2 separate regions of the Mus musculus genome follow, and region 1 is linked to region 2. Evidence: chromatin contacts called from public HiChIP or PLAC-seq data. All regions are on one chromosome and are shown on one strand. The core of a region is the stretch at or near the end of the contact, and the rest is flanking DNA. Distances in the headings are between cores, read along the strand shown. Region 1 holds the start of Frmpd1 (FERM and PDZ domain containing 1). Region 2 has its middle 25 kb from the start of Tomm5.

Region 1 (4,019 bases), core at 1,113-3,612, 52 kb after region 2:
CTGGTTTGATGCCTCTAGGAAGATGGTACCACCATAAGTAGAGACGGAGAAACATAATTTAGGGGAAAGATGTGAGTTTGAGCCTGGGGCCCTGGAGGACCATTTGGGAGTTCAGCAGGTGTTTGTGTGTCCGGGTTTGGAGCACAGAAGAACCACCTGACTTGAGTCACACAGCCCATAGGAGTCAGACGCAGAAAGACAAATAATGCCTTCTCTTATGTAAAAGGTAGATTCCATACTTGTGTGTAAAAAGTGTACACTTAGCCGGGCATGGTGGCACATGCCTTTAATCCCAGCACTCGGGAGGCAGAGGCAGGCGGATTTCTGAGTTCGAGGCCAACCTGGTCTCCAAAGTGAGTTCCAGGACAGACAGAGCTATACAGAGAAACCCTGTACACTTGAGAATTCAAGATGAAGAGAAAAAGAACAGACCTGGAAGGAGATCGGGATAGTGATGGCTAGTGAATATGGTCAGAGGGTACGATGATGTCCTTGATGGCATCTATGAAGCCTGGCACACTGAATACATTCTAATAAAATTAAGGAAAAGAATTGTTCCACAAGGGTGAAAGGAGGAAAACAGCCTTAAGGCAAAGAGTGCCTGGCACTGTGGGACCCACCAGAACGGCAGATGTAGGGAGAAACAGTGCAGCAGGCTGTCAGGGATGAGCGTGCAGGGGGGCATCCCACGCAGAGCAGAGCCTCTGAAGCCAATGACGGCCCTGTGTGAAACATTATCGACCCAGGCAGCTAGGAAACTGTGAGGGACAGGATCTGACCTGATGGGAAATTTTTGTTCTTGCTGACAACAGGGCTGGGTTCTTATTTTCCTGTGTGACAAGTGCCCCATTGGTGTTTAATCTGGATTGTGCACATAATCTCCATCCACGGTACAGTCTTTCAGTTTACTGTAAATCGTCAGTTCATAAGCTATTGCGAAATATATTTAATTTTCTTAAAGCTGACTTTATACCCACCATGCTTCTGTATCTTCCGTTTCTTCCCACTTCCCCCAGTGGTGCTAACCCTGGGTCCTACTACTGGAGGCTAGGGACCTGGTGGGTGCTGGAGTTTCTGTCTTCATCAGGCCAAGGGCTGACCTGTTGCTTTGCCCACTTGTCACTGGATTAAGGATCTTGTCTGTGCTCATTTGATTCCCAGAGTGGTCTAATTTGATAATCTGGTGGCAACAAGATTGCCACCTTCTATCCTTAAAACTCCTCCTCCCATGATAGCTAAGGATAGCACGGAATACTGACCAGGAACTGCCTCCTCTAACTCTTCAATTCTGCTCCCTTTCTGCTCCTGTTTCAGTGAAAGCTGCGATATCCTGAGAGCTTTGTTCTGGTCCTCTGGAATGCTTTCCCACACTCTAGTTGGCCAACTCCAGTTGTTGTTCAGAGGCACCCCCTTCAGTAGGCGGGATGGTGCTACGGGCACCGGATCAGCACTTTATTCAATCGGCTAGACTGTACTAGGAAACAGTACCAGGTTTTTCTGGAGGCCACTTCTCCAGTGTCTAGCACAGCGTAAGCCTGGGGGTGTAGCTATTCCATCTTAAGAGACTTGCATGGGGAAAGAGGTGGTAGAATTGTAACATGGGAACTGGGTTACTCGGCTTGGGGGGTGGGGGCGGGGATCAGAAGGGGCATGGGTGCAGAGCCCCAGGGTATCTCAGTAGTTTAAGGCTTCTAGATCTTCCGAGCCCCCTCCCCCAGAACAGAAGGATTGGGGGACTATGACTTCTCAGGGCAGAGACGGGGTAGTGGTCAACAGTGCCTAAAGTGAGCCCACTCTCTTCCACTGCCCTCAGCAGGAGAGACTGGGGAGGCAAGGACTGGGAGACAAGGGAAGTATAAAGATCCTCTGTGTTCCCCAGGGTCTCCTACCGCGGGGTAAGAAAGCTGGGAAGCCAGAGCTTAGAAGGGGGGTCATTCCGAGTTCCAGCTTAGGCTGCTGGCCTGGGTGACCTTGGGGTGTCCCTTTCCCCTCCCAGCCTCAGTGTTCCCGTGGGGACGCTGCGTATCCCCCGGCGGGTGAGTTGGGGAAGGCCAGCCGAGGCAGGGCCTGGGTGGGAGCAGGACCGCCCACTGCGACGGCCCAGGACCTCAGGAGCCCGCGTGGGCGGTGCGTGGGGCTCCTCCCCCGGGGCGGGGGTCGCGGCGCCGGCAGCTGGTGGCCCCGCAGCTGCAGCCTCAGCACCTGCCGCCGCCAGACGGCGCGGGCGCAGCCGGGCCCGGCCTCTCCCCCCTCGGGCTGCAGCCGCGGCGCGGGAGGCGGAGCCGGAGCCGAGCCGGAGCCCAAGCCGAGCCGCTGCCCGAGCCCGGCCGGCTACCGTGGCCGCCGCTGGGCGGGGCGCCCCAGCTACTGCTCCCGCCGGCTCCGCGTGCACGCGGGCGGCGCCTCCTCCTCAGGTAAGGGCGAGGCCCCCCGCGCCGCCGCAAAGTTTTGGGGATACCTGGATCCCCACAGCCCAGGCCTGCGTCTCTGGGAGCTGCTCCTTGGCTTCTTCCGCGCCGCCCTCCACGCTGCGCTCCCGGGTGACCCGCTCCACTCCTCGTGTCCCCTCTCCCGGCGTCCGTGGCGTGGCCGCCAGCTTGCTTGGGACCTGCAACGGTTAACTCTGTGCATGGGATCCGTGTGCCTTAAGTTTCCGAGGTCTGCACGGTGTAGTTGTGGGAGGAGCGACCAGCCGCGAGGCAGCCCTGGGTTCAGGTGCGGCCGCAGCCAGCGCCAACTTTCTGAGTGACCTCAGATGAGCCCTGCCTGTCCGGTCTCCACTGCCATACCTGCACCAGAGTGGGTTGAGCTGTTCGCCCGGACGATCGGCTGAAGCGTCACGCTTGTATTGCTCTGTTTTGAGTGGGGGGGGGGGTGCCCGAGAGTGTGTCAGCTCCAGAGCTCATGGGGAGTGGAGAGGAATGTTGAAGACCTACAGAAGTCTGTATTGGTGGGGAGGGACAGGTCGCGTCCCTAACCCGCAGCAGCCTTGACTGAGCTTAAGGATGGGTGTGGCAATGGCCTCTGGAAATGGAGTAGCTGCAAGGGCTAGGTGTCCCAGAGCCATCCTGGCTGTGTGACCTTGGGCAAGTCCACATTTTGAGGCTGGTTTTGGTGCCTCTAAGGTAGGGTGAAAGTAGTGAGATGTTCTTTGAGGTCAGTTACTATAAAACTCTACAGAAGGGGAGTCTCTGAGCTCTGGTTTGCAGGGTCAGTTTGGGTGGAGCCATTAATCCATCAAGAATCTATCCAGCACTTACAAATTGGTGTTTGGAAAAAATAAAGGAAGCATTTGGGGTTTGCTCTAGGAGTCTCAAAATAGACATGGCAAGGGTTGGTGAGAGCGCGCCTTGCTTACTCCGGTGCATTGGCCGTCATAAAATATTCAACGACATAATGATTTGTTTTCAAAGTGGCTTATAGATCAGGAAATGTTTCTGTTTGTGAGGTGGTTATTTATTTATTTATTATTTTTTTGCCAAAACCTCTCAAAATTGAGGGGGGAAGATAATGCCCTGTTGTAGGGCCCTGAAGGAGGCTAGTGGATGCTTAATTCCAGTCTAAGGGGAGGCTGAGATGTTTTACAGTTCTGGTTATGGAGACTCGCTCTAAATCAGGAGTCCTCCGGTGGGTGTTGCGTGTCCATGTCCATGGGGCTGCAGAGGCCCACAGTTCAGAAAAGACGTGTCTTGACTTCCGGGATAGGTGAATTCTGGTGTAGCCGGAGCGAAGTTGAGAACGAGATACCTGAGCGTGTGTGATAGAAGGTGAGATTTGTCCCACTGCCCAGTATCTTGTGCTGCAATTAGTGCGCCCCAGTGAGAAACATCTCGTGGAAGCAGTTTTGTTTGATTTCCTTCCTAGACATGCTGGTTTTCGGTTTCAGGCTTTCGGAAGTCAGAAGTCTGGGGAGAGGGAGTTTTGTGACAGGGTGGGGTTGTGATACCTGCGTTTGCCTTTCCCAAGTGCCACTTGGAATTGGAGGCTCACTTGGCCCTGCCCCCAGAGGCATTCAAACA
Region 2 (3,963 bases), core at 965-3,464:
GAGACGGAGAGCAAGAGACAGAGACAGAGAGACAGAGACAGACAGACAGAGAGAGAACCTACTTGTTCTACAGTGACCTCAGAAGGAGTTTATAATACTCTACAAAGTTACATGGGGCGTGTCCTCCATTGAAGTATGTGAGGAGTACTTCAAAGCATTTCAAAATTCTCAAGTCCACACAGGAGTGTTGTTTGTGTATAAGTGACCTCAGGAAACCTAGTCACTGTCACCAGTGTCAGAGGACTTGCATGTGATAGAGGATGTGGCATTTCTTTCTGGGTCCAGAGGGAGAACCAGGACCTGAAGGAGGCAGTAATTAGCCCAAGAACAGGAAGGATTCATGAAGGCAAAGCAATCACCGCACTGCTCTGCTGTGGGTAACTCTCTGCACTCCTGCTTCTCGCAACCTGCCAACTCCCCAGCTGGGCTAGATCTCGCTCCCACACTCCTGCCACCAGTGACTCTCTCCAGCTAGCCTCTGCAGTGTCTGGCTGACCTCTCTCCCAGAGGACTCTGTCTACCCCACATTCAGCCACCAAAACACCCATTTACCCGGTAGAATCAAAACTCTTAAAGCTTATAATTAACCAATCAGATTTATATATCAATAAATTTTCAATTTACAAGATGCCAATACAATAATTTCAGAGCCAGTTGATAATGATAAAAGCTTTATCCCAATTATTCCAATCTTATGATCATAACTACTTGTGACTGGCTAAAGCCACACTAGAGTCTGGTGAGATGGCTCAGTGGGTAAGAGCAATGACTATTCTACTAAAGGTCCCGAGTTCAGGTCTCAGCAATGACATGGTGGTTCATAACCACCCGTAATGAGATCTGACACCCTCTTCTAGTGTGTCTGAAGACAGCTGCAGTGTACTTAATTATAATAATAAATTAATCTTTGGGCCAGAGTGAGCAGGGACTGAGCAAGTGGGGACAGAGTAAGCAGAGGTCCTAAAAATTCAATTCCCAACAACCACATGAAGGCTCACAATCATCTGTGCAGCTACAGTGTGCTCATGTACGTAAAATAAAATAAATAAATCTTTAAAGCCATGTTGGTTCACATCTGCCGCCATCTTCCTTTTTTCTCCCTCTTTCTCTCTCTGATGTTCCCTGTCCCTGCAACTCTTAGCTCTGCCTCCCTTTTTCCTGTCCAATCACAGGCCTCCTGCTGCCCTAATGTAATTGGACAGGGAAAATTCTGCAACACTGACTGTTTGATTATTGATTATTTACTACATGTAAGGCATTGCCCTAAGGGATAGAGGACCCTAAATATGACCTAGGCAAGTTCTGAGCTTTACAGTGATTCTGTTTGAGATGAGATCCATCTAACCATCCCACATTCATCCATTCTCCATCCATTCATTCATCCTACACCAATCCATCCTGTATCCATCCATTCATTCATTCATTCATTCATCCATCCTCCATCCATTCATCCTACACCTATCCATCCTGCATCCGTCCAATGAGTGCCGCTGCTCTCATAAACAGATACACACTAAGCATCTATTATGTGGCATCCTCATAGCACCAGGGATACAGCAATTGAAAAGACAAAGATTTGGGGCTGGCGAGATGGCTCAGTGGTTAAGAGCACTGGCTGCTCTTCCAAAGGTCCCGAGTTCAATCCCAGCAACCACATGGTGGCTCACAACCATCTGTAATGAGATCTGATGCCCTCTTCTGGTGTGTCTGAGGACAGGGACAGTGGACTCACATACATAAAATAAACAGAGGCGGATAATATTAGCAGTGAGACTTCCTAAACCATGATGTTAAAGTTTTCTTTGAGAATGAAGTTAGGACATTAGCTTGAAACAAATAAATGATATTGTCAAATAGGGGTGTGGCTATGACTAAGAAAGCTGAAATACAGCAAACTGTATTCTACGTTGAGAGCTGTTAGAGTGTGTGTGTGGGGGGGGTGTCCTGCCTGTACTAGAGAACAGTAGGAGGGAAGAGGCTGTAAATGTGTTCCTGGTATTTATCAGATGAAGGGCAGCAGGCACTGAGTGAGCTCACTGACACAGGCCACTGGGAGCATTCAGCTCTCGCTCTTTCTCTCATGCTCTCTCTCTCACGGCTCCCGCTTCTCTCTGGGCTGACTCCCCCCGGAATTTGTCCCAGTGGTCCTGGGAAAGGCTCTTCTGTCAGCTCACAGTACTGTGCACACTATGTGTCATGACACTGTCACAGCTGGGGTTTATTGACTCTTTGGTGTCTGACTTCCCTCCTAGGCAGTAGCTACATGAAGAAAGAGGCTCTGCCTGTCTTTTCTGCCTTTGGATCTCATTTCCTGGTACTTACAGGCATTCAGGAAATAACTGTTAAATGACTGAATGAGTAAACCAAAGGCCCAATGAATCTGACTTTCCAGGAAGATTTCCCTATAAAAGAAGAATGTTCTGAACAGAACAGGGGCTTTTATTTCTGAAGCTCTTAGGGACTTACATCTTCACAGCAGCACTTGAACACAAGATAGAAAATACAAGTGCTGGTTGGGTTTTTTTATTTGTTTGTTTTTTGTTTTTCAACTTGATACAAGCTAGAGTCATCTGACAGGATAGGACCTTAATTGAGAAAATGTCCCCATCACATTGGCCTATAGGCCAGTCTGTAGGGCATTTTCTTCTTCTTCTTCTTCTTCTTCTTTTTTTTTTTTTGAGACAGGGTTTCTCTGCATAGCCCTGGCTGTCCTGGAACTCACTTTGTAGACCAGGCTGGCCTCGAACTCAGAAATCCGCCTGCCTCTGCCTCCCGAGTGCTGGGATTAAAGGCATGCGCCACCACGCCCGGCCTTATTTTCTTCATTTCTTGTTGATGGAAGAGAACCTATCCCATTTTGTGCCATCCCCAGGTGGGTGGTCCTAGGTTGTACAAAATAGCAGGCTGAGCAAGTCTAGGGGAGCAAGCCAGGGAACGGCACCTCTGTGGCCTTTGCTTCAGTGCCTGCCTCCAAGATCCTGCCTTGAGCACCTGCCCCAGCTTCCCTCGGTGACTGACAGACTGTGGGCTATAAGGACTGTGGGCTATAAGGACTGTGGGCTATAAGGACTGTGGGCTATAAGGACTGTGGGCTATAAGAACTGTGGGCTATAAGATGAAATAAACCCTTTCCTCCTCAAGGTGCTTTTGGTCCCCGAAAACTAGGACAGCGACTGAACAGGAGCTGAGGGATTTTGGAAATGGAACAATTATGGATATGGCTGAGCAGGCACCCACCCTAAGCCTTGAATTGAACATGGCTGCCGTGCAGGGCTGAGGAGGGAGGGGGAAGGAGTTCTAGGCATGGATGAACAAAGAAACCAAGTCCAGAACTTAGTGTGCAGATGAGCTATTGGCAGACCATGTTGGGGAAGGTATGCTGAGATTTCTAGGCTCTGGTTCACTATGGAGGAAATCCCTGAATTGTATCGGGAAGGGAAGGTTCACTTCTGTCATGTCCCCCCGAAAATAGTGTGGGTGATGGCAAGGGCCGAATGACCCCAGGGAAAGGCCGGTCGGAATGGCCTCCCAAAGGCCTCCCAGTGGCTATCACTTCAGCAGCCTCACAGGATCCAGATGCTGGCTTTTTGCCCTGGAAACGCAGGAATGCCATCCATCAGTACTAAGCAGTCTAGGCTTCCTGCTGTCCATGACCTGGACAACAGCTTCCCAAAGGCAAAGGAAAATTTGATTGCTGAAGATATCAGATGCTCCTGTGTTAGGCATTCTGGCCCCGTAGGCAGGTCACGTGAAAGCTCCTCCCCTAACCACTGGTCAGCTTGCCAAGTCACAGTAAGAAACTACAACTGAGGGAGGACTCCCACCCCCAGTGGCTCATACATTCACGTCCTGTAGGTGGATCTAAAGCCATAGTTTGAGAATTAGAACTATAATTAGTTTGCTTGGTAAATTTGGATTAAGACAAGGGGGAAATATTGAAAAAATGTTTTGAGGTATCTGGCT

The links. HiChIP or PLAC-seq counts read pairs in DNA pulled down with a chosen protein or histone mark.
Region 1: a contact with region 2 is called in an HNF4G HiChIP or PLAC-seq map of pancreatic cancer cells, with 5 times the contacts expected there. The contact joins the promoter of Frmpd1 here to the enhancer-like site in region 2. A contact is called at or near these places in 2 of 484 Hi-C or Micro-C datasets (immediate neuronal precursor and myocytes), 5 of 115 datasets of contacts at active chromatin or transcription factors (bone marrow-derived macrophages, embryonic stem cells, pancreatic cancer cells and 1 more) and 3 of 9 other capture datasets (adipose tissue, liver and pancreatic islet).

What each region holds. Positions count from the first base shown.
Region 1 is chr4:45,182,544-45,186,562 of GRCm38.p6, forward strand. It overlaps Frmpd1 (FERM and PDZ domain containing 1), which reads left to right and starts at 2,363. Exons shown (of 16, transcript NM_001081172.2): 1 at 2,363-2,414.
Region 2 is chr4:45,131,052-45,135,014 of GRCm38.p6, forward strand. No RefSeq gene overlaps it. Among named protein-coding and RNA genes, the nearest start is that of Tomm5, 25 kb to the left of the region's middle. Within about 2 kb of position 2,215, at least 9 of the 459 cell types and tissues checked have an H3K27ac peak or open chromatin away from gene starts, as enhancers often do. A contact at or near this core is called in adipose tissue, pancreatic cancer cells and trophoblast stem cells, where this site is marked.